Regions from separate parts of the Mus musculus genome. Here regions 2, 3, 4, 5, 6 and 7 are each linked to region 1. Evidence: chromatin contacts called from public capture Hi-C, promoter capture Hi-C and targeted proximity ligation data. All regions are on one chromosome and are shown on one strand. The core of a region is the stretch at or near the end of the contact, and the rest is flanking DNA. Distances in the headings are between cores, read along the strand shown. Region 1 holds the start of Mrpl16 (mitochondrial ribosomal protein L16). Region 2 holds the start of Cd6 (CD6 antigen). Region 3 holds the start of Tmem109 (transmembrane protein 109). Region 4 overlaps Prpf19 (pre-mRNA processing factor 19). Region 5 holds the start of Ccdc86 (coiled-coil domain containing 86). Region 6 holds the start of Dtx4 (deltex 4, E3 ubiquitin ligase). Region 7 holds the start of Mpeg1 (macrophage expressed gene 1).

Region 1 (3,747 bases), core at 607-3,106:
CAGGAAGGAGGAGGTTCTTCATTTCTTCATTTTTACACTCCTCCCAACCAAGATGCTTGCCTCTTATCACACCTTTGTTGACCTTCCTGGCATGGGTGGCACCTGTCGTGGAATGGATTACATCTCTTTTAAAAAGAGGGGACTTGGAGTTCTGACCACTCTCAGGTCTTTCAAAATGTGGCCTTTTGCCAGCGCAGAAGGAGGAATATCAATAAACAAGTTAAATTGTGTCCTGGGGTGGATTTGTAGAGTCTCTTAATACTTGGGAAGCAGATGTATTGCACAGGTGAATAGATTTGTAAGCAATTTCCCCAGTATATCTTATCCACAAGCATTGAAGGCTGTACTTACTGCTTGTGAAATTAATTCTTAAGAGCACACAGATTTAACATGATTTAAACACAACAGACATCAGTCTCATTTGCTAATTTCATCTGTCTCCTAAAAGCTTAGATACAAATCCTCTTGTTCTAATCACTACAAAGCTCCAGCCTCAGGAAAAATTATATGTCCAACATTTCCAAAAGGATAATTATACATTATTTCATTTCCCTTCCTTATTAAATTATGGTGTGGTCCATTCACTAGAGCAGCCAATCCCCTTAACGACCCAGCCATCCCTCCAGCTCCTTCTCTTGGATTTCTTAAAGGAAAAACTTTGAAGACAGAACATTACCCCTCTTCTGTGAAGACAAGGCTAAATCTTGAAACCAAACTGATCATTTATAGAAACAAATTAATCCTGTTAATCTATGCCAGCTTGAGATGACCACCATACCAAACCAAAACTGAAGCAATGATCAGCCTAGACCAGGACTGCTTAATTATGCATACTTTTTAGCGGACTCCCCACTCGATGCCCCAGTTTGTCCACTAGTTAAACTTAAAGGTGCCAGGTGTGGTGGTACATGCCTTTAATCCCACACTGTGTAGGCTGAGGCAGACAGATCTCTGTGAGTTCGAGGCCAGCCTATCTACATAGTGAGTTCTAGAACAGCCAGAACTACATAGAGATTTTGTCTCAAATAAATAAATAAATAAATAAATAGCTTAAAGCTCATATCAGGGCCATGAAAATGATCTTGAATGGTCATTGGAGTCCATCATTTATTATTTCAAATGAAGCTACCTTAAATTAATGGCTTTTCGAGGTTACTTTCTTTTAATTAGCATATTAAGGACAGGTGGGACTGCAGAGATGGCTCAGCGGTTAAGAGCACTGACTGCTCTTCCAGAGGTTTTGAGTTCAAATCCCAGAAACCACATGGTAGCTCACAACCATCTGTAATGAGATCTGATGCCCTCTTCTGGTGTGTCTGAGGACAGCTACAGTGTACTTATATATAATAAATAAATAAATCTTTTTTTTTTTTAATTATAAAAGTAAAAGGACAGGTGATCGAACCCAGCCGGTTGGGAATGCCCAAGCCAGTGCTTTTACCTTGAAAACTCCAGCTACAGCTCTTTTGATAGATTTGTCAAGACCAAACTCAGCAAGCGCACAGTAAATAAGCCAATGACAAATCAATAGCATCTTTCTATGTCCCTAGAGAAGAGACATAAATGTACGGAAAGTTAAGGGAACAACTTCTTACAAAACCTCGGGCTTTCGCAGCTTTCTACACCAAGGAGAAAACCCAGAGCTGTCACTAAACAGAAAAAAACTGAGAAGACCCTCGCGGAAACTTGAAACACCTCGGGCGTGGCTTGGCCTGTGGGACCTTTAACCCGCAGATAACCTGCTCCAGAACCAGGTGCTGGAAGTTTCCTCTACTTCCGTCAGGACTCTATAAAAGGTGGGACAGGATGACGTCACTTCCTGTCTTGTGTCCGCGGGCCGGCAAAGCTCTGAACTGGGAAAAGCCACTGTTGTAGTTGAGAGAAACCTGACCCGGCAGCACACGCGTGGCCATGTGGAGGCTGTTGACGCGCGTCCCCGCGCCGCTCCTGCGGATGCACTTTTCAGGTCAGAAACCTGTTTCATCTTTTAAAAAGGCATTTCCCCGATCTTCCTCCCCACATTCCAAAGTCTATGCTTACTGCGATAGGTCCTGCGCTTTCCTTACTTCTTCCACCTCCACTATGCGGAGGCCTGGGTCCTGGTCATGTGCGGGAGACGGTGCTCCGTGAGCCTAGTTGCTTCCTTGGAAGCCCATTTAGTGGAACTCGTACCCCCGTGCTTCTAGACACCTCTGTCAGGAGTGATCAGAGTGTAACAGTAATGGTTTGATTTGTCATTGTAGATTCTTGGGCAGCCCTTCCCACCAGTGCTGGTCTGAAGACGCTCCTCCCAGTTCCAACTTTTGAAAGTGAGTACCTGTCATTTCCACTTATTTTTCTCTGAGAAAAGGCATCGAAGGTGTGTTTGTGCTTCCTCCCTCCGTTGAGTGATTCAACAGATATATGTAAGGAAGGCAAACTGCAGCGAAGTCCCTCGATGTTGCAAAGCAGATAACTATTGGGCTAGTTCCCAGGCATCCTACCACTGATGTGTGGCCCATGATCTACCCAGTCAGCACTAACTGGGCATATATCAGATTTTTTTATCTTCTAAATAATAGTACAGATATGCAGACACTTAGCAATAGTAGCCAGGTGCTCTGCAGTCCTGTACATCTAACTTTTTAATGTACTAAAATCTCCAAAACTGCAAATGGCCTAGACATCTGAGGGTCTTCGGCACATAACTGTTAAACTACTGTGTGGGCTGGAGCAATGGCTCAGCAGTTAATAACACTTGTTGCTCTTGCAGAGAACCCAGGTTCAATTCTCAGAACCCACAAGATTGTTCATAACCATCTGGGACTCCAGCTTCAGGGGTTCCTACATCCTCTTCTGCACATTAATACATGCAGACAAAACACTCCTAACATTTTTGATAAATAAGGTGCTGTGTGTGCTTAGAAGTGCATACTAACTTGCAGATGTAAGAACGTATTACCAGGTCTCACAGTAGCTGCCCATAGAAGTCAGTGAAGGGAGAGTAGTTTTTGTAACTTGGAACAGCAACTTTATTATTCCATTAATGATCTGATGGCCCTTTGAGGCTTCCTGTTTTGTTTATTCTATCATGGAGCCATTCTTTCTCATATTTAATTTTTTTTTTGAGTCACAGTTGTTTTCCCCAGGATGTCATATAGAGGATAGTGACAAGAAAAATCCTACTTTGTAAGTTTACCAAGAAAAATACAACAGAAGGTTTTTTTTTTTTTCGTTTGTTTGTTTTGTTTTAATGGTATTTTTGCAATCTAGAGGAGCAGTGAGTTTTGTTTTGTTTTTGGTTTTGGTTTTTAAGAGCATGCTTCTGGCTTTGATGTTTTAACTGAAGTTCCTCTTCTTTAAAGTAGAGATTAGAATACCACTTGCCCAATTATGTTTCTTGGCCTAGCTGAAAATTATGTATGCTCCTGTTTTCAATTCTTTTTATTTTTAATTGCCTTTTATTTATTTTGTATGCATGCACTTGTGTGGGTGCGTATGTGTCAAGGCATATATCTGGAGGTCTGTGACTACTTTTGGGAGTCAGTTCTCTCCTTCTACCACGTGGGCCCTAAGGCTCCAACCCAGATGGGCAAGCAGTGCTTTTTACCGGTTGGGACATCTTGTGGGCCCCTTGTTTTCAATTTCTAATACTTCACTTTGTATTTCCCCCATTTGTCTGTTTAGTGTTGAAGCCCTAAAGAAATATAAAGGTTGCCACCACTCAGTCCAGCACTTCCTGCAGGTTCGAGGTTACACAGTGATCAC
Region 2 (3,747 bases), core at 666-3,165, 940 kb before region 1:
TTGACCAATGAGGAGCCTGTTCCCTGCTCCGAGTGACTGACAAATTCTGAAGAAAATAACAGTTCGGAACCAGGATGTCCTTACCCACCTCCCTCGTTACCCCTCTAATTGGGAGAGCAGAATGGCGTAGGCCTTAGGCTCTAGGGCCTTGGTGACACCATTTCAATTGCCTCGAATTGGGTTCTACCACCATTTATTTTTAGGCTTTCCTCATCCCTTTAATTTCTGGCAAACGAGAAGGCTTTTCCACTTACAACATAACCAATTTTTTTCTTTCAAAACTAAACTTCTATCAGTGACTAAAAGCGGGTCAACTGACATCAACCCAGGGACAGGAAGGAGCTGAGGGAACTGATACTGTGCATGGGCCAGGTGCAACCCATACCTAAGGGTAGGCTCTCTGGAGCCCGCCTGCTGCTGAGGTCTTACCTTCCCATAGGCATCACTCTGGACCCATCATCTCAGACCAAGGACCTCTCAGTTTCAGCCCAAAGGGCTCCGTGCTCAGCTCAGCCCCAGCCCTCATCCATACTGGGAAGCAGTGGAAAGAGAAGGAGCTGGCTTGTTTGGGGCCCCGGTCTTAGCGGTCAGCAGACCTTTTCCTTTAGGACTTAAGCCTGATCTTGTGTCAGGCCTCTTAAGAGAGGCAGAGGTGGTGGCACTGATGGATAGGAAGAAGCAGAAGGCCTTGCCGTCGGCCTGAGTAGAAGGAGGCTGAGCTCCGAGAGCCAGTGCTTTGGAAACAGCTGGTCAAGAAAGGACAGCAAAAGCCCAGGCCTCTACTGGGCAAAACACATGCCAATTAACACCAGGGGACTTGGATGAAATGCCTGAAGATCCAGACAGAAAGAAGACACTTCAGAACTCCCCGAGTGCTCATAACCTCTGACCAGCTTTATGTCCCCATCCCTCTGCCTGGGCTCCCCTTCTGTAAGGCAGACCTAACTCCTTAGACCCTAAGTCTGTTTCTATACCATCTTCCTACCCTGAAATGTGAATGCCTGCCATGTACAGGGATTCCTGAGTCTCTGTGTATTGCCTGTTTCTGCTAGCTTGGCCTGTGCACTCTATCAAGTATCTGGCGACCTTGGGCCTTTGCTCCAGAACCCTAGTCCAGACTATGCAAGACTACTTCAGCACTTAGCAGCTCAGGAACTCAAAAGCCTTCTTGATCATTTGTGTCTCAAATTCATCCAAGAGGTTGAACCGAAGTCACTAAGAGTGAAGTCCCCTGGGTCTCCCTGGATTCTGTCTCTGGTCCTGGTGAACCCCACTCTGGGACTTAACATGGAAAATACTGATGCTGGCTGGTCCTCCCTCTCAAAGGAGTCGTTCCTTCCTTCCTGTGAGATGGTAAGAAGGTGGGAGAAGCGGGTGCTTCCTGCACCTATGGATGCGTGGGGAGCTCCTTCCTCAGACCTAGGCCCCAAGTCAGGCATGAGGTTCGTTCACCTCACTCCCAGGAGGCCTTTTATGATGAGAGCATCATCCGGCCCTTTAAGGGGTCCCTGCGTCACCTCAAGCCCCAAGCTGTTGTCACACCAGGATGGTCTTAGGTTAAAAGGCTCTACAAAGGTGGCCATGAGGAAACAGCTAGCAAGGGGCCAAGCAGACAGAACCCGGGTCCCCTAGCACGAGCTGTAGGAGGTGACAGAAGAGATCTACCTGAGAGAACTGCTGTCAGCAATCCAGCGATCCCAAGGAAGAGCCACATGTCTGGTGCTGTCTCCACTGCTACTCACGCCTGCCCATAGGAAGTGCCATCCTGGTTCCGGGAGACGGTTGTGCCACCGATGGCTTGTCTCACCCGTGGTGCCCTTTCTGTTCTTGTTCTCAGTGCCCTGTGTGCTGCGCACTCTCTCTCCTACACACAGGCCCAGCCTGTGAGTGTCTCACGCCTCTACCTTCTGCTTGTGGTTTTGGTCTCCAGGAAGCCAGGCTGTTGTAACAGGGGTGCTGTTACAGGGCTGTTGGGGTGGGGGAGCCAAGCTACCTTCCATAAGCCCACCAACCAAAGTGAACCCTAAGAATCACAGAGGCCATGTCCAATGAACGCATCCCTGAGGGTCTTCCAAGAAAGACAAAGAGGCTGTGCCTTCTTTCCTGGACACAAAGAGACAGCTCATTCCCAGAGATGCTCTAGTAACTGGTGCTAGAAGAGTGAATTAATGCGCCCCTGCTGCCCCTCCCACAGAATCCAGCTCTCATGGGGTTGCATTCCAAGGTTTGTGTTGTCCTTGGGAATGTGGTGACTAAGAGGCAGGAGGACAGAGTCTTGATGGACTCTTCTTTTGCGTGTGTGTATCGAGGGGTATGTCAGGTGTGCCGTGTGTAGTGTGTGTGCGTGTATGTGTATATATGTATGTGTGTGAATATGTGTGTGTGTGTGTTCATTCATGTGTGTGTATGTTTGTGAGAGAAAGTATGTGCATGTGTGTGCATGTGTGTGCAAGTGTGTGTGTGAGCATATGGTATGCGTAGTGTATATGCACATGTATGAATGTGTGTATCTATGTGTGTGTATATTTGTGCGTGTGTGTGTGTGTCTGTGTGTGTGTGTATGTAAGTTTGAAGCTGATGTCAGAGTAGTCTTCTTCAATTCAATTGTTCTCTGTTATTTATCGAGGTTGGGTCTCTCACTGTATCTAGAGCTCCTGATTCCACAAGTTTAGCTCGCCAGCTTACGCTGGAGGTCCCCATCTCTGCCTCCTAAGTGCTGGGATCTCAGGAGGCTGCCATACCTGCAGGGCTTTTGTGTAGGTCCTGACAGTCTGAGCTCTGCTTCTCATGCTTCTTTGGCAAACTACTGAACCATTTCCCCAGTCCTGGGGTGCACGTAGCAAGGGCCTAAGCTTTTCCAAAGGAAACCCCAAAGAATAGGGGGTCTCAGAGAAGGACTCCCCCCCACCTCCACGTGCCCCAACCCAGGTGGGAGTTGCACAGAGGTGCCAAAGAATCTGGATCCCATCTTTGAGGACTGCTCGCTGTTTGTGTCCTGGGCAAGAGGGCAAGCGGAGTTTCAGCAGATGGCTGTGCAGGGAGGCTGCTGGGGAAGGAAAAGATTCGGGAGGAAAGGGCTAGAGCGGGAAGGACCAGGCTGCCTAGGCGTGCTGAACCAGGCTAGAAAGTAGACTGTGCATTTAGCTCACCAATGAGCCCCCCCTCGTAACACATAGTAGGTGTTAAATAGGTTTTGTTGAGAGAATGTGGGAATGGATAATTTGTCTCTAAGCAGAACCCTAGAGTCTAGAAAGAGACTGGTTCCAGATTCCAGCCATGCCTCATACAACATTTTTTGGTACTCCACTTCCTCCATTCTAGCTTGTTTTCATTTCTCCACTTGTGTAATGGAGAGGATTTCTCCCACTAGTAGGAGTGTCCCACCAGCTGAGGGGGATATCTGATGTGGCAAATTGGGAAGCCATAGTGAATCAGGCTCCTCCCACAGTGAGACCCCGCCCATCTCAGAGGGAGAGAGGGACAGGACTCTGTCCTGGTACCGGCTGAGGGCGCCCTCTAGTGAAGAGTGTCTGGCAACACAAAGGGCCCCGGGGCATAGGCAGTTTTGTCGGGCTTCCAGATTCCACTCCACTCATCTCTGGAGGCTTGGGAGTGTCACTCCAAGGGAAGAAAAGAGATGAAACAACTTCCCTGCTTTCAAGAAGCATACATTCTCAAGAGTGAGATGGCTCCGTGGGTAAAGGTGCTTGGTGCCAAGTGTGATGGACTGAGTTCAATCCTTGGGAC
Region 3 (3,747 bases), core at 918-3,417, 890 kb before region 1:
TGTGTGTGTGTGTGTGTAGCTGGAAATCAAACTCAGAGCTAACAGGTAGGCAAGCACTTTACCACTTAGTTACAAAAGAACAGTGTGTGTATACAAGTGTGTATGTTTGCATGTGTGGAAGCCAAAGACCAACTTAAACAAATTGGTTCTCTCCTTCCACCATGTGGGTCCCAGGGATCGGACTCAGTTCATTAGGCTTAGTGGCAGGTCCCTTCCCCCCATGGAGCATCTCACCAGCCCTATAGTTATCATGACACCCCATTTTGCTGAGAACAGAAATAGGGACCGTGTCCCCAAGTCCAGCAGCTCAGGCTTGCCCTTTTGCTTGTCCCACACGTCCACACTGCCTTGGTAAGACCTGCTCTCTGCCTATGGGAACATACCGTTCCATTACCTACCATCGAGCGTAAAGCCGAAGACACCCAAACCTCCCAAGAAAAGCCTTCATACTGGAAGATGACCCACCCGCTGAGAGTTTACAGGTTACACACCAAGAGAGTAAGAAGGGACAGCCAGAGATAGCACTGAGACTGGCCACTCCTGTTCAGACAGCTGCAATTCAGCTTAGTAGGGACAGTCTCAGCTGGGGAACTGCTTTACTTACTATGGTGGTGAGACGTCACTCTATGTTCAGCTGTGGTTTGCTCTGCCAGGGCGGGGTGGGGCTGTCCACACTACCTCCAGTCAGTGCTCCTTCCTCTTCTTTTTCCTTTCTCGCTATAAATCACTACAGGGGCAAGAACTAACTTGGTGCCCTCTGCTGGCCCCCACGGTTCCTTCACTACTCACTGCAGTCCTGTGGATCTGCAATCCTCACTCTGGATTGCCCATCTGACCTGCCTGACTAGCCTGTTAAACAAGGGTGTTTGCCCCACCCAGGCAACCCACTCAGACCCTCCCAGGGAGGAGCTCAGCCTTTTTGTTTTGTTTTTAAAGCTCCCCAGGATTCCTGAGGCATAATCAAACAGTGGTTGCAAAGATCAGCAACGCAGAGAAAAGTCTACTTTAAGCAAAGCCTCCTAAGAGCTCTCTGTACAAAGGACACAGGTTCAGATCTATCACAAGTTAGCCGCCACTACCTTTACACCTGTTACTTAACCTATCTGAAATTCAATCTCCTCAAATGTAAGTTCTGTTGAAACTGGGTTAAGAGTTACTTCAAGAAGTTAGATAATTTGTGCAAGCACTGTGTTCAAAGTTTGTCCCACAGCCTCCCAGTGACTCTCAGACTAACTTGACATTAACTTTTCTTGGAATCCCCAGCACCTAGCATAGAATGACTAAGTGCTTGCTAAATGAGTATCAGAAGCCCTGCCAAGAAGCCACAAGTGTAGGACATAAAGACATGGAGAGGTGGCGGGGGGGGGGGGGGGAGGGAAGGGGAGGAGGTTATTTGAATAGTCAGTCCAAATATACGACAGCCACATGAGAAGCACAGCTGAGATAGAAGGTCCTAAACGTGGCGAAGTCACCACTAAGGAGAATGAAGTCAGCGTTCTGGCAGGTCGGAGGCAGCCCTCGCTAAACCCCTGACAGCTGCTACCCAGCAACTGTTTGTGGGGCAGGGTGTTTGCAAAGGGGGGGGGGGGGGGTGTGCAGCCTTGCCGCTCCCTTCCCAAGGCCCAGACTCCAGGCAATAGGGTCAGTGGCATGTGCTATTTCGAACAGCACATCCCCTGCCAAGCACTCCATAGTGGCGTCGCGAGGCCCATGAGGTCAGGATACCCTGAGGGGGGCTCCAACTGAGGCGGCAGGAGGCTGGACCATGGGGCTGGGGGAGGTGTGCAGTTCGGCACTGGCCTCATCCCCCAAATCTGGCAGCTGCTCCCTCCGGAGGGCTAGACCTCAGCGCTCGAACCCACTCATCCCGGGAAACACTCTCCTCCAGGGTTACCTAGTAACAACGCCCCTGGTTGCATAGCAACGAGGATCTGGGTCCCATACTTGTTAAGCCCCACGTTCCACGTTCGACCCCTCCCCACTAGGGCTCGCAAGGCCTTGCGGCTCCGCCCTGTTACCTCCTGCAAATCTGTCCTTTAAGCTGCATCTACAGCCCTGGTCTCGGCCCTCACTCACCCTGCTCCGGTCACCGCTATCCTTCACGTGGGACTTCGCTAGAAAACGCGCCACCAAACCGGCGCCTCAACTCCCGGGGTGTTGGTTTATAGTCTGCGCATGCGCGGGGCGGTCGACGGAGGAGACTGGCAGGTCTTTCTGGCAGGCATCGTGGACGCATGCGCTCTGCTCGCTCCATTATGGTTTGTACGTGTTTTTTCCCTCCCAAATATTTCCAAGAGAAGAATGGCGCCGGAAATTGGAGTTGGAACGGAAGCGAAGCCTTTGGCAGGAAAGGGGAAAGAAAGAACTGTCGAGGCTGTGGCGTGGGTAGAGTTGGTGCTCGATGCGGGATTCGGTGCAGATCCGAGTCTACAACGCATTTAGGGCGGCAGTTTCCTCCCGGGAAGTGCAGTTCCTAAGGCGGGGCGCTGGCGAGCACTTGGAGGGCTGAGAAACCTTTCACGCTAAAAATGGCACATCAGGGGGGAAAGGCACAAGGTGTTAGTGGGCACATGAACGGTGTACGGCCTTGGAGAAACTCATATGCTCTGGAAGAGAGCAAAACCTCACCCAAAATGTGTGGGTGACCACCAAAGCTTTGCTTACAATTGTTAGGGAAAGGAAAGCAACCCAGGTGCCCTGGGGTTATTTTGTTTGTTTGTTTGTTTTAAACCTTAGAACACTGAGGTAGCTTTGTGGATGAGGTAGGCAGAGATGTAAAAATTGTTTAAAGGTTTATTTATATGAATACACTGTAGCTGTCTTCAGACACACCAGAAGAGGGCATCAGATTCCATTACAGGGGGTTGTGAACCACCATGTGGTTGCTAGGAATTGAACTCAGGACCTCTGGAGGAGCAGTTAGTGCTCTTCACCGCTGAACCATCTCACCAACCCATAAATTTTAAAATTACGTGTAGTTATGTATTCTATGCATGCGTTCGGGTGTGCAGGCACAATACAATACTCCTATGGAAGTCAGTTCTCTCCTGCTGTGTGGATCCCGGAGATTGAATCCGGGTTGTCAGGCGTGCCTTAGTGGAAAAGATCTCAGGGGTGGTGGGGGTGGGAGTGGTGTTTTTGGTTTCTTTCTAGACTTAGTTTTAGTTTGCAAGTGCCTTTTGGGAAATTAACATAGGCACACATATTAGAAATGTATGGGAACATTGGAAGGGAAAGGAGGACTTCCCTTAGGAGTCTTGTTAAAACCTCCCATCAACTGAGAATCAAAAACTACTTTAGGTGTTTCTCTCTTCCCAGCTGTAAACCTACAAGTTTCTAAGAACTTCACTAGAAACTTACATTTACAGTAAGAAAGACCTGTCCTAGCCCTCCCCTAAAGGGTGCAATCCTAGTGGCTCATAGTTATATTTTACTAGATTATATTCCTAACCCAGTCACTTCTGGAGCCATCCTATAATATCACTAATCAGAAAGAGAGAAAAGGATAAAAAAACCAATTCTTAACAACCCTTTTAAGGCATAACTTGAGAGCTGCCAGGATGTTTTATATGGGCTAATGGTGTGACACTTATTTGTGACTCCCTCTTCAGAATCCTATATAAACACTTGGTTATGTCTTACTCTTTTCCTGGTCTCTGTCTCTCTCCCCCACCCCCTCTGTTAAATCATGTTCCTAAAAATATGTATCAACTTATCTTTAATAAACTTCAACTCTGGTTCTTTTGA
Region 4 (3,747 bases), core at 591-3,090, 860 kb before region 1:
GTTCCCAGCTGTTTTGTGTCTTCTGGTCATTTGTGTAATTGCCTTTCTTTGGGGTTTGGCAGGTGAAGTCACTAATCTTTGACCAGAGCGGTACCTACCTGGCGCTTGGGGGTACAGATGTCCAGATCTACATCTGCAAACAATGGACAGAGATTCTTCACTTTACAGGTAGAGGCTGCTTGTGGCTTCCCAGGGCCTTGGGTGTCTGTTCTGGAGAGAAGTGGGGATAAAGCTCTGGGCTTGGCTTACATAAGCCTGTCTTTTCTCTCTTTTTGCTGTCATGGGAATAGAACATAGCCAAGGATTCTGTCACTGAGCCCTCACTCCCACCCCACCCGGCAGCTTTTACTTATGGCTAGGGGCAGTAGAGCATTGTAGCCTAGGAAAAGTACTTGTGTGTTTGGCTGTGAATACTGTTACTAGCTGACCTTTCCCAAGTTGTGTGTTGAGAGGACCAAACTGTGATCTCTCTGATGTTCCCGGAAAATTGGAATAAATGAAGATACTTAGTGGGGATTATGAGGGTTTATATGAAAGTGCATAGGTTAGAAGTGTCTTACGGTATATTTGGTCTGAATGTGAATATTACTTTTTGTGAACTTTTTATTGGGGTCTATCATGGGTGAGTCGTGAAGCTTGTAAATCAGGTTGGGGAGAGCAGATGGAAGGTAGTTTAGTACGTTTGTTTTGCTCTATATGGAGATGGAATTCAGGACTTTTCCCACAGTAGCAGGTGTTCAGGCCCCAACACAAGTACTTAAGGGCAACGTCTGAGGTTGGCACAGTGCTGAGCAAGAGTATTTCTCACCTTGGAGCCATGCTGTGACCCTGGGTTGCTTTAGCTTCATCTTTAGGGTGGGGATGTTGCTGCAGGTGGTAGCTCATACCTGTAATTCAACACTTAATAGCTGAAGCCAGAGGATCACCTTGAGTTTGGGCCAGTTGGGAGTGCAAGAGGGCTTTTCTCTGGGGAGCTAGGGAGCTCCAGGTGTTATCCTGTGTCTGGAAGGAACTTGCCCATGGTCTCCAGCTACCTGAGTCCTGTGAAGACGATAGCTCAGCTTTGTTTACTCTGGATCTAGCTCTATGCTGTGTGCCCTGAACTTTGACACCTGTGAGCTAGAACAGGCTAATGGACTATTCTAGGTCCAAGCAGTGAGCTAAAGCTAAACATACATACCAAGATTTCCTGCCGGACTGAAGTACTCTTGCCCAAAAAGCTCAGGTGAGAGCGGGATTAGTATCCCGATGTTCATTCACCAACAAAGAGTGCTGCTTCCTGCCAGGTTCTGAGTGCTGGCTAAGGATAAGCAGTGCGCAGAATCTGCCATTGGGGGATATAGTGCACTCTGACCCTTACCATCTGAGTTTGTGCCAGGAGCATGCCACTCAAAACAAAATCATTGTTGAGCCTGAAGAAGGAACAGCTTTCTCACACTTCCCTTTCTTCTCTCCTCAGAGCACAGTGGCCTGACCACTGGAGTGGCCTTTGGACACCATGCCAAGTTCATCGCTTCAACTGGCATGGACAGGAGCCTCAAATTCTACAGTCTGTAGGCCCTATGCCTTCTCACAGTTCTGGGCCTCATCTCAGTAGTGGGTTAGAGTTAGAGGGTGGGGGTGGGGGTGGGACTTTAGGAGGAGAGGGAGGTCTGGTTGGGGGGGGACATTCACATCATTTCATTTTGGTCTGGATGATGGTCTGAGCCAGGGCACATAGAACATTGCTATCCATGCAGCCTTTGGGCCCCAGGGAACGGTCACCCTGTAAAGTGCTCAGAGTCGGAGTCCAGCACCTCCCCCAGTGGTGGCAGCTGTTCCATGCCTGCTCTGTTTCAGCTCTTCTGAGACAGGGAGGAGGAGCCAAGGGAGCTGTGAAGGGGAGGGGCAGGAGGACTCTTGCAGGGTTTTGTAAGCAGCGATCTAGTTTCATTAAAAAAAAAAGCTACACAGTAAACAGTCAGCTTCTTGTGTCTGTCTGCCAGAAACCCTGACTGGGGAAGGTCATGGGAGAGGGAGCCCAGTGTGGGACAGCAGAAATGGGACACGAGTGACCAGGAAGCCTCCCCTGCAGCAGAAATGAGGGAAAGCCTGAAAGCCGTCTGTCAGAGGCCTCCATGCTCCGGAAGCCTTGACCTTGTTTCCAGGGCCTCTGTCACTTGTGCTGTGCTTGCTCCCTGACTTGGCCTCTCTTACAAGCCGGAAAGGTAGCGAGGCGCTAGAAGATTAGTCTTAGCCTGCTGGTGGGTTGCTGTGAGTCGATTGCTAGGGATAATACTTCAGGGGCGATGATACACACTGATTCCTGGCTGGCTTGACTGGCAGCTAATCTGTTGAAGTAGAGCTGTTCCCAGGGCAGACAGCTAGACTAGAGCACAGTAAATAAAACATTAGATGATAAAAACAGGAGGGGATTAATGTGGGCTCCTGTGGCTGCTTGACATTTAGAAGTTACCTGGTACTAAAGGAGGGGAGAATTGTAGGTAGAAGGAAGGAAGGCTCTGAGGTTGAGGTAAGTGAGGTATGGGCAGCAGGAGGTCCTGCTGCTGTCCAAGGGTAAGGAACCATTAGCTGTGCCTTGGGGATCCTTAGGGCCGGAGTAGGGCCACCCCAATGGAATGTTGGCATTTGGAGCCTGCTTTGAGGTTAGGAGTGTGGCAAGATGAGGGAGGAGGGGGGGGGGGGACAGGGGGAGGGTTGGTGAGTTCACAGAGAAACTCTTGGGAAGGAAGACCTGAGAAGTGAGCTATCGCCTAAAAGGCTATGGGGAAGCTAGGGGGTCCTGATAACACAACAGAACAACTGGGTATGTTCTGTCAGGCTGTCCTGTGGGCAAGGAGATTGGAATTTACCCTATCTGTGATTACTATGTAGCCCACTGCTCCCTAGAAGTGTATCCGGTAAACCTACAGGGGCTGGGGAGACAGCTCCGTTAGTAAAGTGCTTTCTAGGTCACCATGAGCTGAATTTAATCCCCAGCACCTAATGTAGAAAAGCCAAGCATGGTGAGCCCTTCCTCTCAGTGCTGGGGAGGCAGAGACACAAGGAGCCCAGGAGTTCACACACAAATTGAACTGACCTAACTAGTGGGCCCTAGACTAAAACCCTGTTTCAAAACAACTCCTAAGGATGATATCCAAAGTAATCAAGCCTCTGCCCTCTACATGCATATGTACGTATCTGTATTCCCCGTACGAATACACAGGATTACAAAGGGCCAAGAGATGACTGAGTGATCATGTTCACTGTGATGGAGCTTGCTCTAGACTGTTGTAAGCAGCAGTGAGCATGCCAGGGTCGGTGGGCATCCTGGGCCATGACGCTCAGTGGGTTGCTGAGTTGTGGTAGGTGACCATAGAAGCTGGAGCGGTGAGGCAGTCAGTGCTGGAGTGCGTTCTCACAAGTTCCTCACACTGACATCCATTCTGGACTGAAGAAGCTGTGGCTTCTCGTGGGATTGCTCTAGTTGAACATGCCCTCAAGCAGTTTTATTTCCTTTTTCTTTGAAGGCTGGGTTTCTCTTTATAGCCCTGGCTGTCCTAGAACTCACTCTGTCTCCTGAGTGCTGGGATTAAAGGCATGTGCCACCATTGCCCAGTGAAGTGTGGTCTTTAAAAAATTGTGTCTTACAGTTCTTCGGTAACAGGGTAAATGTGAAATCCGTTTCAACAACTAAGTAAGAGATGGGCTGATGTCTGCAGGTGTCTGCAGGTGCTAGTGCAGTGCCAGTGAAGGGAGAGGGGAGGT
Region 5 (3,747 bases), core at 704-3,203, 820 kb before region 1:
GTTCTTGTCTCTGGCCAGTAGCTGACACTTCAACTGAACCCTACTTCTCCTTCTCCAGACACTGTCACAATGTCTCCAGACATTGTCACAGACACTGTCTCCATCCATGTCACAACAGTGGACATTTCAACTGAATGCCACTTCTCTTCCCCTGCTGCCTAAACAATGTCCTTTCCACATGAGCCTCCTTCCTCATTCCTTTACTGAGAAATCTAAACTGAGCACTCCCATGCCCCAGCACTGAAGGGACAGGGAAGACCTCATGTCTTAAGAAGGCTGGAACCCAAGGGAAGCTGGCCACCAGAAGCAGGTTAACGGGTTCACTCACACGCTTTGCAATCAAACCTATGCTCCCATCCCGTGTCTCAGTTAGCCTCCTTGAGCCTTGGCTTCCTCAGATGTACAACACCAATCCTAGTAACACCTGCTCCAAAGGGTAGATGATTACATGTGCTGCTGGCTATGAAAGCCTCTCTCTTTGGCCATCCTTACCGTGATACATAACCAGTGTCCCATGATACATTTTTTATCAAAGACAACAGCTAGCAGACAACAGTGGAAAGGACCTCACTATGTTCATATAATGGCCGCCTTTCTTGCTCTGCCTGCCACACGAGATGTGGCGGACAAGGTAAAGGTGGCACGTCTATAAACCCAGCACTAGGGAAGCAGAAGCAGGTGTATCTCTGAATTTCAGGACAGCCAGTGCTATACAGTGAGACCCTGCCTCATAATAAAAAAAGGATGGGAAGAAAGCTCAAAAGAACACCGTCTAGGGCAGACATTAAAGAAATGATCTTTGAGGATCTATCTCCCTCCCCGACCTTAGGGCATTTTGACATTATGATCGTGTTTGTTAATTTCATTCGGGTGAACTCTTTACAACCCTTGGATTGCATTCAGGCGAAGGCAAGGTCCAAATGTACTAAGAACCCAACACATCACCCATGCTACCCCCACTTTACCTCTTCTTGGAGCGGTCTTTCCACACACGCCCGGATTTGGGCTTCCCTTTCGGAATTACAGGAAGCTCCTCCTTCTCTTTCAATTTCTTGGACGCTGGGGCCTGGGGAGAGGCTATAACTCGCTTCTTTAGGTTGAGACTTTCTGTTACTGTCTCTCCCGCCGGAGGCAGCTTGCCTGGCTCCAACTGGCGCTCTGGGGAGCTAGGTGCCTGGACCGTCAGCTCCTGTGCTGGCTGAGAGGGCTCGGGACCCGGTGCTTGCTGGCCCGGGCAAGGCTCGGGGGATCCTGGGATCACCTCCTCTTTAGCGTGGGCCGCCTCAGAGTCCAGTTCTCCCTGTGGGGGAGGTAATTTGGATGGCTGCTCTCGTTGCGGGGATTCCGGGCTCGACTCTGTCTGTCCTGCAGGTGACTCCAGGCCCAGATCTTGATGAGGTTGAAGGGACCCGGGGTGAGGCTCTGGCTGCCTTTGTGGGGACCCATCGTCTGCATCCTGTCTAGGACCGGGTGATCCGGGGCTCGCCTCTGGCTGAGGTCCGGGAGACGGAAGGCTCAGTGGTGGACAGGGCGATCCGGGGCTCGTCTCTGGCTGAGGTCCGGGAGACGGAAGGCTCAGTGGTGGACAGGGCGATCCGGGGCTCGTCTCCGGCTGAGGTCCGGGAGACGGAAGGCTCAGTGGTGGACAGGGCGATCCGGGGCTCGTCTCCGGCTGAGGTCCGGGAGACGGAAGGCTCAGTGGTGGACAGGGCGATCCGGGGCTCGTCTCCGGCTGAGGTCCGGGAGACGGAAGGCTCAGTGGTGGAACTCTCGTAGACTTGAGCTCTCCTGTTTCTTCTGAGTTCGACTTGAAATCTACAAGAGCCCGTTTCGCCCGAGAGACTTCGGGGACAGGAAGGTTTTCTGGAGACAGAGGTTTTAGGCCTTCCAGCCGCCGGCTGCGCCTCAGCGGCGTATCCATGGCTCACGTGTAGCCTCTGTAGCCTTCGGAACTGTCGGCGCCTTCATATGACGTCAGACTCGTCCATTTCCGTACCGGGCAGGAAGCGCACTTGCGGTAGAGAGACCCGTGGGTAGGCGGAGCCGGGGATGAAGTCGGTCCCGGGAGGCTGGGCTTAGTAGACGCATGCGTGTTGTGCATGAGCTCAGTTACAGAGTTTAGTTGCTTGGTTTCTGCGATGCGTTTTTTGCAAACTGCGAGTTCTTGCAAGGGGATGGGGTGGGGGTATATTATACATACACACACACACACACACACACACACACACACACACACACACACACACATATAAAAATAATTTTTTTTTTCTTGAGAGAAGAGGTTGGAAAAAGGCGGAGGGAGTTTGTAGGCAGAGCCGAATCAGCGCGCTAACTTGTTCTGGAACTGCTGGGCCCGCAAACATCGCCTTTTCTTTTATCTTTTGTAGCACAGTAGCTTTGCGCTGTGTAACAAAGGGGAAGGTCCTGGTGGTCTTCCTGAGTGGGAAATCTTCAGTTTTTGAGTTGTCTCAAACGTTCCCATTCTTTTCACTTCCTCTTCTCTACTAGTGGGCCCAAGTATGCAATAGGTGGTTCTCATCTTTGAACAGTTTCAGTTAATCAGCAAAGTGTCAGGTCTGTGGCCCAGAAAACCTTGACTGCTTGTTGTCAATGTTGGGGGTTCACAACCTGTGCCCGAAGTCAGGTCTAGCTACCTTATCCTCAATAAGCCAATTGAAAGAGACACATTAAAAACTGGAAATCTTTAGAAAAAGGAGATTTATTCAATGTAGTCATACTAGAAAGAGGGGCAAAGAGATTCTGTGAATCACCCAAATTTGACCTCAGGGTTCTAAATTTAGATAAAAAATTTAGATAGAGGGCCAAGGATAAATACATCTGAGTAGTCCTTACCAAGGTATGACTCTGCCCACCATTGGCCCATTATTATCTGGGTTTTAGTCTCATCCTGTAAGGTGGTCTGACAAGCTTTTAGAACTCTGAAATCTTTTTCCAGGAGACAAGTTTCCCCTCTGGCTGGTACCTTTTTCTTCTCCCAGCATGAGAATTCTGGGGAAATTTTCATTTCTTTGGAGTCCTCTGTCTGATTGATTGGCTGATAGGCTAAGAGATGCAGTGTCGAAAGCCTTTAATCCCAGCACTTGGGAGGCAGAGGCAGGCAGATTTCTGAGATCGAGGCCAGCCTGGTCTACAGAGTGAGTTCCAGGACAGCCAGGGCTACACAGAGAAACCCTGTCTCGAAAAACAAAACAAAACAAAACAAAACAAAACAAAACAAAACAATTAAAACCTTCATCTCTGCCGGGATGGTTACTTGCTGATCCAGGAGGAGGCAGGGAAGATGAAGACCCAGAGAAACGTTCCTGTGAGCAAGGTAGAAAGCACAATTCTTGGACACACTCCCTAGGCACTGCCACACATGGAGTCAACCTGAGTCCATTCTTAGGGGTAGGGAATAGTACAGCTTCTACATGTCACTAGAAACTGTAGCACTCGTGTGCTGTAATTATATGTCTGGTATGGGCTGGTATGTCTGGTATGGTATATCTCCCCGGTATGGGCTCAGAGCCCGCATGTTCCTGATTTAAGGGGAGCTAAGGAGTTGTAGTTAGGCACCAAATCTCAGCCTCTCAGTTCTCAGAGGAGTAGGTTCTGTTTGGTTGCTTAAATTCCTGCCCCTGCTTGACATAGGGCTCTGGAGGAGATTATATGCCTTCCTGCACTCCTGCTCCAGGCTGCCACCCAGCCCCCTTCCTGGCTCTTACCACTGCCTGGAGGGATCATTCT
Region 6 (3,747 bases), core at 717-3,216, 730 kb after region 1:
CCTTGCTAGGATCTGGAAGAGCTACACGGCTGCGAGATTTGCGGCAGACCTAGTGGCAACTTAATTTTTATGGAGTTTAGTGCCTTGGGAGGTCAGAGTGGTGGCTCCTGTTTGCTATTTTAAGCAAAAAACCTAAGGACAGTTTCTTCTTAGCCTTTCTTCTTCTCTTGCTGCCTCCCTCCGTCCCTCCTCCTCCTCCTCCTCCTCCTTCTCTATGGACAAAGGGAGCAGCTTCCCTGCCAGGCATTCCAGAGCCCAATCCTCCCGCCTCCTCTCTCCATCTGCTCTGGCCTGTTGCTTCAGTGCTTGGAGTGTACAAGCAGAGGCATCTGCGGATGCCACCACATCCAGGATGCTCCAGTCCTGGAACCCATGCTCCACTCTCTCCCAGTATTGTCCCAGCCCTTTCATACAATAGACAGTAATTGGAGACTGGGGATCCCTTTGCCTCCCCAAGTCTCTTACCCAGGAGCTGACAGTGGGAAGGCTGGGTCCCTAGAAGAGGGCCATATAGACATTAAAGTTGAAAGGGGGTGGGGGGTGGGGGCAAGTGTATGTTAGGCCCAAAGGTGCCTGAGGCAAAGCAGGGTGAACTGAGGTGTGAGCAAGTGTGAGCAGGTGTGAGCCAAGAGGTTCAAGTAATGTCTTGCTGAAGAGTCAGCATTTCTTGGGGGGTGGGAGGCGGTTTGCAAAACCCTAGAGTTCTTGCACAAACGGCTACTAGGGGCTGATGGGGGCATAAAGGGGTTCTCCTGCAGCTAGGCTGAGGCTGGGTTGTATAATCAAGACTCTTTAAACTACTTGCAAGGACATTTACTTGGAGGTGGTCTTGGAATCCTGTGAGGACCTAGGGAAGAGAAGCACCTGCCCTCAACACCTATAGCTGATACCAGTGAGCAAAGCTGGCCACTGGGTGGATCACAGCGGACCCACGAGGCGGGAGCTCCTGGGACAGACAAGAGATGTGAATGGCTCACCCGTGTCTTGGCGGAACTGGTTCATGGACTGCAGGTCGATGATGTAGGGCGCGAGCCGGCTGTCCACCTGGCCCAACACCACGCTGCCCCCGGCGCGGGGACCAGCGCGCACCACCGCCTCGATGTGGTGACTCACGGCTGGGCTGTAGGGACGCCAGCGGCCGTGTTCGTTCAGCCATTCCCACACCACCACTGCCGAGGCCAGGAGCATGGCGAGCCCGGGGTTGCGGCGCGGTGCTGCCCACCTCCCGGGCCCGGCCTTCTGCGCTTCCTCCGGCGCCGCCGCCTCCGGGTCTCAACCGCGCCCCCCGGTCTGCGCCCCACCGCTGCGGGAAGCCTCAGCTGCGGCCCATGGGGGAGTCCGCAGCCGCGTAGGCACTGGGACACGGACCCCGGAGCTGCCCGTCTCCGACTGCGCTCCGCCGGGCTCCGCCGCCTCTGCCGCTGCTCCGAGGGGTCCAGCGGCTTCATGCAAAGGCCCGGCCCTGCGCACTCGCCGCCCCGCCTTGCAAAGCCACCCGGGGGCGCGCGGCCCGAGCGCGACGCTGCACCCGCCTCGCACCAGTTGCGCCTCGGGCTCCGCGGGCGCCCGCGTGGATCGCGCCGCACGGTCACGCCCTCCGCCCTCTCTCCGCTTCGAGTAAGCCGACCGCGGTGGCACAGCTCCCCCTCCCTGCGGCTCGGCTCAGTGGCCTCCAGGAGGAGTCGCCCCTCCCGGGCAGAGCGCCAAGGCGAGCTCGCGCCCGCGGAGGCTTCCCTGGTCCCCCAGTCTCGAGAGCACGCGCGCCATCCCGGTCCCAGCTGCCACTGCCAGGACCCAACTTTGCAGCCTGTTCAAATATGGAACTGTCTGTCTGTCTGTTTTCAGCTCAGCACCGGCCGTGTCCGCGGCGTGAGCTCAGAGGCTCGCATCTCCCTACAGCTCGTGCATGCATACGCATTCTCTCTCTCTCTCTCTCTCTCTCTCTCTCTCTCTCTCTCTCTCTCTCTGTCACACACACATACATCCACACCCACACACGCACGCAACACCCCCCACCCACACACACACACACACAGGAATTGCCCCACGCTCTCCTTGTTCTGTCCGTTATTACCTCATCCTCGTCTGCACCGTTCCCTAGCTGTCCATCAAAGATGCAAAAGCCACGCCCCATGGCCACTAGCACCAGCGATCTAGAGCTTCCATGCCCCCTGCTGGTCCAAATCCTCAAGTGCAGGTCAAAGGCCACACACTTGTGACCATCGAGAGCCAGTGCCAAGGGTTCCCTGCGTTTACATAGAGAGAAAAGAAGTTCTTGCTGTCCAATTTTTCTGTTAGAAGACACAAGGTAGACTAATTCATCCTGCAGTGTCTATGTAAATAAAACCATGAGACAGCAGAACAAACGCAAGCTAGACTCGCTCATTTTGATCATCAATGGCTAAAGAGGAAAGTAATATAAAGTGGGTTCTGACTAAGGGGATTGAAGCCTGTATTGCACATTATTGCTTGGCATGGTACATCACACGGGCAACTTCCACACTTGAGAAGCAAGAAGATGGAGAATTTCATGCCACATATCCAGACCAGGTCTCCAAACGAATTAAGTTAGACATTTTAAAGAGAATTATGTATTAACCTTGTCAGAAAACACACACTTTGTTTCTCCGTGGGTGGAACTGCACAATGAATCCGTTCTGACAAAGTGAAGCTGGAATTTGGAGCAATCTTATATTGGTAATGAGATTGTTAATCTTTTTTGGAATGGCTTTTCCATAGTTTCATGTGCTCCTTTTATATTTGAGGAGACAAACAGAAAACCGCTCCTAAGCAGATAAACTAGAAATTTCCAGATAGAGGAAACTTAAACTGGGGAAAGGTGTGGGTGGGTATTAAGAAATATTTAACTGTCTGCTTGCAGGACAAACAGGAAGTAGAAAGAACTAACGTTTACTTTCTGACCATTCTCTTTTGCACTCCGTCTTCTTGTGTCTACCACGATAACACGGCAGGGTAGTATAGTAGAAGTGAAATGAATGACAACACAGGAAAACATTTGCGCCTGGGTAACTTGTTAGAGAGAGTGAATATATAGTAATTAGTTGTGAGTCTGAACAGGTGAGAGGGTGCGCCAGAGAACCTGACAGCTTCTGGAACAGGCAGAAGCACAGAGGCGCTGAGGCAGCACCCTGTGTGGGCCGGGGACAGCTGGCCACCTTCCGGACCGGAGGACAGGTGCCCACCCGGCAGGGGAGGCGGCCTAAGCCACAGCAGCAGCGGTCGCCATCTTGGTCCTGGGACTCCAAGGAACTTAGGAATTTAGTCTGCTTAGGTGAGAGTCTGTACCACCTGGGAACTGCCAAAGCAACACAGTGTCTGAGAAAGGTCCTGTTTTGGGCCTTCTTCTTCGGCCAGGAGGAGGTCCAAATACAAGATATCTGCGCACCTTCCCTGTAAGAGAGCTTGCCAGCAGAGAGTGCTCTGAGCACTGAAACTCAGAGGAGAGAATCTGTCTCCCAGGTCTGCTGATAGACGGTAACAGAATCACCAGAAGAACAATCTCTAAACAGAGTCAACTATAACTACTAACTCCAGAGATTACCAGATGGCGAAAGGTAAACGGAGGAATCTTACTAACAGGAACCAAGACCACTCACCATCACCAGAACCCAGCACACCCACTTCGCCCAGTCCAGGGAACCCCAACACACCTGAGAACCTAGACCTAGATTTAAAAGCATATCTCATGATGATGGTAGAGGACATCAAGAAGGACTTTAATAAATC
Region 7 (3,747 bases), core at 624-3,123, 690 kb after region 1:
TCAAGGTCTCAACAGGATCTATGGCTTATTTATATTATTCTTGTGTGTGCTGTGGTGTGTGTGTGTGTGTGTGTGTGTGTGTGTGTGTGTGTGTGTGTATGTGTGTGTATGTGATATGGGGTCACCCACACAGGCACATGCAGAAGCTGAGGTTGACATCATAATTTTTCCTAAATTGCTTCTCCACTGCATTTATTTATTTATTTATTTATTTATTTATTTATTTATTATTTATTTTTGAGACAGGGTCTCTCACTTAACCTGAAGCTTAACATCTTAGCAGTCGCTTAGCTTACTCACTAGCTAGCAGTCTCTTGGGATTCTCCAGCACTGGAGATCCAGGCATGCACTGCTGTGTGCACATTTTAGGCGAGTTCTAAGGATCCAAACTCAGGACTTAGTACCTGCACAATAAACACTGCACCCTCATAACCACGTCCCCAGCCCTCAACGTGATTTAGAAAAGAGAGAACAAGAAGAAATTGCTAGCCTGCCTGTCATCAAATAGGTGTGCATAAGCCAGTTAAAATAGAAGAGTGCACTTACTGAGTTATTGCAAGCACTCAAGGGCGTTCAAGTCTCAGCTTTTAAACTCTAGGTGCTGTCTCCTGAGGTATAAATACATAACCCTGCTTATATATGAACTAGAGCACCCTCTGCAGTGACTCGGCTGGGTTCTCCAACTTGGTATAGCTTGGACATCGTTCACAAACTCATTCCTCATTGGAGGCTGGTGTGAGTCAGTTTCCCCAAACACCTTGGCATGAATAGAACCATGCTAAGGCTTTTATGGATTTACAGAACACCACTGGAGCCTGGATCATGGCTAGGGAAGCTCAAGTCCTTCAAAAATGCTTTGTTGCTTCCTCAATGACAACCTGAGATAATTTAGTTCGTTAAGATCTTCACAGCCTATACACAGGTGGTAGTCTTCACCCACGGCTGAAACATGTTTCTGCTTTTAAAGTCTTAGCCCTGCATCTTGCTCCTAAAATGATCTGGGGTGCTATGAGGGTGCTGTGTGAAGATTTATTATCTGCTATAGAGTTCCTGGCTGCTGCTAAATGAACCAAGACACTCCAGGTGTTACAACTGTGTAATTCACCTAAGCCTCCCTTAATTCTGATACTTGATCGCTAGCACAGACTACTCCTCTCTGAATCACAAATCTAAAGGAGCTAGTATCACTGCTAGACAAAAAGAAGAGGTGGGTGTTGAGAAAAGAGTGCTCATTATGTTTTCCTGACAATAGAAGAAATGAATTTTAGTACTTTTAACCCATGTAATAAAGAGCATGTTTCCTTTTTTGCTGTCTTTGCTGACAAAAAAGTTTTTGGATGAAAAAGTTAAACGTGTGGTCAGTTGCTGCTTAGTTTAAAAATTGCACACATGGAGACGATCAGACAAATGTGTGGACACAAGCACGGATGCTCCTGGGCCGTTTGTATGCTTTGAGTAAACCAAACTTTGCAAATTTGTAGTGTGGCTTTTGTCTTCTCTTGAATATTTCTCTCTGAACGGAGAAAAACAGAACAGCGTGGAAGCCCTCACCCTCACCCAGGATGCCCAGAACAATTCAGGGTGAGGGTTCCCAGCAAACGGAATGCTTTCCTGAGCAGTTCAGCCCTAGATAAGTCTATCTCCAAAATAGGACTGTTTGAGTTTGTAACAATGAGACCTCACAAAGCATGCATCTGAGGTTATCTATTTATTTATTTATTTATTATTTTACACTTTTGTTCTCAGGGGGCAGGCCCCAACTTCAGTGTACCAATGAGACATCTAAGATTTGTCCTTGACACAGAGTAGCCTGGAGGCGGGGTATGTAAATAAGCACAAGGTTGCTACTAACTCCTGCGTTTCCAGTAAAAAGAAACTAATACTGTGATTTCACAAAAGAAGAGAAAGGCAGGTTTTGAAGTCAAAGAGAGTGAAACAAAAGCCAGACAGAGCCTTCTGACAGAGGTAAGTTGTTGAATCCACACTTTTACTGGGTGCCAAACCCCTGTGTAGAAGAAAGGCAGGGTGAGGGACATAGGGTGTGTGTGGGGGGGGGGGGATTGAAGAGTGTATCTTTGCATATCCAGAGTAGAATAATTTTTACAAGGTACTAATGGTCTCTAATATTCCAACCAGCTTTCACTTCTCTGTTTTGCAATTGGAGCAGCATAAAGAGGAACTGATGGTTTTAGGAGAACTGTAGAATTTTCTGTTTCAACAACCGCTTTCTTTTCCATCCTTCTGTTTGCCCCAGTCTTGTTGGTGAATGCTTAGGGCTGGTATATGGCCAAAACCATCTGCGCCATGAACAGCTTCATGGCCTTGGTCCTCATCTGGATGATAATAGCGTGTGCTGAAGCAGACAAGCCTCTTGGAGAAACGGGTACCACTGGATTTCAAATATGCAAGAATGCCCTGAAACTACCTGTCTTGGAGGTCCTACCAGGAGGAGGCTGGGATAATCTGAGAAATGTAGACATGGGACGGGTGATGGACTTGACATACACCAACTGTAAGACCACAGAAGATGGGCAGTACATCATCCCCGATGAAGTGTATACTATTCCTCAGAAAGAGAGCAACCTGGAGATGAACTCAGAAGTCCTGGAGTCCTGGATGAATTACCAGAGTACCACCTCACTTTCTATCAACACAGAACTCGCCCTTTTCTCCAGAGTCAACGGCAAGTTCTCTACTGAGTTCCAAAGGATGAAGACCCTTCAAGTAAAGGACCAAGCTGTGACTACCAGGGTTCAGGTAAGAAACCGGATCTACACAGTGAAAACCACCCCAACTTCAGAGCTCAGCTTGGGGTTTACGAAGGCACTTATGGACATCTGTGACCAACTAGAGAAAAACCAGACGAAGATGGCCACCTACCTGGCAGAGCTCTTGATCCTCAACTATGGCACACACGTAATCACTAGTGTGGATGCTGGGGCTGCACTGGTTCAGGAGGATCACGTAAGGTCCTCCTTCCTTCTGGACAACCAGAATAGCCAGAACACCGTGACCGCTTCTGCAGGGATTGCCTTCTTAAACATTGTGAACTTCAAAGTTGAAACAGACTACATTTCTCAGACCAGTTTGACGAAGGACTACCTGTCGAACAGGACCAACTCCAGGGTGCAGAGTTTTGGAGGGGTTCCCTTCTATCCAGGCATCACCTTAGAAACCTGGCAGAAGGGCATCACTAACCACCTAGTGGCAATAGACCGTGCTGGCTTGCCTCTGCATTTCTTCATTAAACCTGACAAGCTACCTGGCTTGCCAGGTCCCTTGGTGAAGAAGCTGTCGAAGACAGTGGAAACTGCTGTGAGACACTATTACACTTTTAACACTCACCCAGGATGCACAAATGTTGATTCCCCCAACTTTAATTTTCAAGCCAATATGGATGATGATTCCTGTGATGCGAAAGTCACCAACTTCACCTTTGGTGGAGTTTATCAGGAATGCACTGAACTGTCAGGTGATGTTCTTTGCCAAAACCTGGAGCAGAAGAACCTGCTCACAGGTGATTTCTCTTGTCCCCCTGGCTACACCCCTGTCCATCTGCTCTCCCAGACCCATGAAGAGGGTTACAGTCGTCTGGAATGTAAAAAGAAATGCACCCTCAAGATTTTCTGCAAGACAGTGTGTGAAGATGTGTTCAGAGTGGCCAAGGCTGAATTTAGGGCTTATTGGTGTGTGGCTGCTGGCCAAGTACCTGACAACTCAGGACTTCTCTTTGGAGGAGTCTTCACT

Evidence for each region. Promoter capture Hi-C pulls out the DNA fragments that hold promoters and counts their contacts. Capture Hi-C pulls out chosen DNA fragments and counts their contacts.
Region 2: a promoter capture Hi-C map of liver shows a contact between it and region 1, with 3 times the contacts expected there. A contact is called at or near these places in 2 of 39 promoter capture datasets (liver and pre-B cells), 1 of 484 Hi-C or Micro-C datasets (B cells) and 1 of 130 datasets of targeted methods (bone marrow-derived macrophages).
Region 3: a contact with region 1 is called in a promoter capture Hi-C map of liver, with 4 times the contacts expected there. A contact is called at or near these places in 6 of 39 promoter capture datasets (embryonic stem cells, erythroid cells, hippocampal neurons and 2 more), 3 of 484 Hi-C or Micro-C datasets (CD8 T cells, muscle stem cells and natural killer cells), 3 of 130 datasets of targeted methods (bone marrow-derived macrophages, memory CD8 T cells and pancreatic cancer cells) and 2 of 9 other capture datasets (adipose tissue and liver).
Region 4: a promoter capture Hi-C map of liver shows a contact between it and region 1, with 2.9 times the contacts expected there. A contact is called at or near these places in 5 of 39 promoter capture datasets (embryonic stem cells, hippocampal neurons, liver and 2 more), 1 of 484 Hi-C or Micro-C datasets (embryonic fibroblasts), 2 of 130 datasets of targeted methods (memory CD8 T cells and pancreatic cancer cells) and 2 of 9 other capture datasets (liver and macrophages).
Region 5: a targeted proximity ligation map of bone marrow-derived macrophages shows a contact between it and region 1, with 6 times the contacts expected there. A contact is called at or near these places in 6 of 39 promoter capture datasets (embryonic stem cells, hippocampal neurons, liver and 2 more) and 4 of 130 datasets of targeted methods (astrocytes, bone marrow-derived macrophages, embryonic stem cells and 1 more).
Region 6: a contact with region 1 is called in a targeted proximity ligation map of pancreatic cancer cells. A contact is called at or near these places in 4 of 39 promoter capture datasets (the C10 cell line, hippocampal neurons, pre-B cells and 1 more), 2 of 484 Hi-C or Micro-C datasets (the N1E-115 cell line and uterus) and 3 of 130 datasets of targeted methods (astrocytes, epiblast stem cells and pancreatic cancer cells).
Region 7: a capture Hi-C map of macrophages shows a contact between it and region 1, with 2.4 times the contacts expected there. A contact is called at or near these places in 7 of 39 promoter capture datasets (the 3T3-L1 cell line, the C10 cell line, cranial neural crest and 2 more), 2 of 130 datasets of targeted methods (bone marrow-derived dendritic cells and pancreatic cancer cells) and 1 of 9 other capture datasets (macrophages).

What each region holds. Positions count from the first base shown.
Region 1 is chr19:11,768,559-11,772,305 of GRCm38.p6, forward strand. Mrpl16 (mitochondrial ribosomal protein L16) reads left to right here and starts at 1,857. Exons shown (of 4, transcript NM_025606.3): 1 at 1,857-1,966; 2 at 2,244-2,309. The coding sequence starts at 1,912.
Region 2 is chr19:10,828,143-10,831,889 of GRCm38.p6, forward strand. Cd6 (CD6 antigen) reads right to left here and starts at 1,916. Exons shown (of 13, transcript NM_009852.3): 1 at 1,666-1,916. The coding sequence starts at 1,714.
Region 3 is chr19:10,879,576-10,883,322 of GRCm38.p6, forward strand. Tmem109 (transmembrane protein 109) reads right to left here and starts at 2,168. Exons shown (of 4, transcript NM_134142.1): 1 at 2,077-2,168.
Region 4 is chr19:10,903,576-10,907,322 of GRCm38.p6, forward strand. Prpf19 (pre-mRNA processing factor 19) reads left to right here. Exons shown (of 16, transcript NM_134129.4): 15 at 63-168; 16 at 1,460-3,747. The coding sequence ends at 1,557. Among named protein-coding and RNA genes, the nearest start is that of Prpf19, 10 kb to the left of the region's middle.
Region 5 is chr19:10,947,313-10,951,059 of GRCm38.p6, forward strand. Ccdc86 (coiled-coil domain containing 86) reads right to left here and starts at 1,954. Exons shown (of 4, transcript NM_023731.3): 1 at 966-1,954. The coding sequence starts at 1,921.
Region 6 is chr19:12,500,030-12,503,776 of GRCm38.p6, forward strand. It overlaps Dtx4 (deltex 4, E3 ubiquitin ligase), which reads right to left and starts at 1,967. Exons shown (of 9, transcript NM_172442.3): 1 at 978-1,967. The coding sequence starts at 1,188.
Region 7 is chr19:12,458,897-12,462,643 of GRCm38.p6, forward strand. Mpeg1 (macrophage expressed gene 1) reads left to right here and starts at 1,874. Exons shown (of 2, transcript NM_001374668.1): 1 at 1,874-1,965; 2 at 2,255-3,747. The coding sequence starts at 2,305.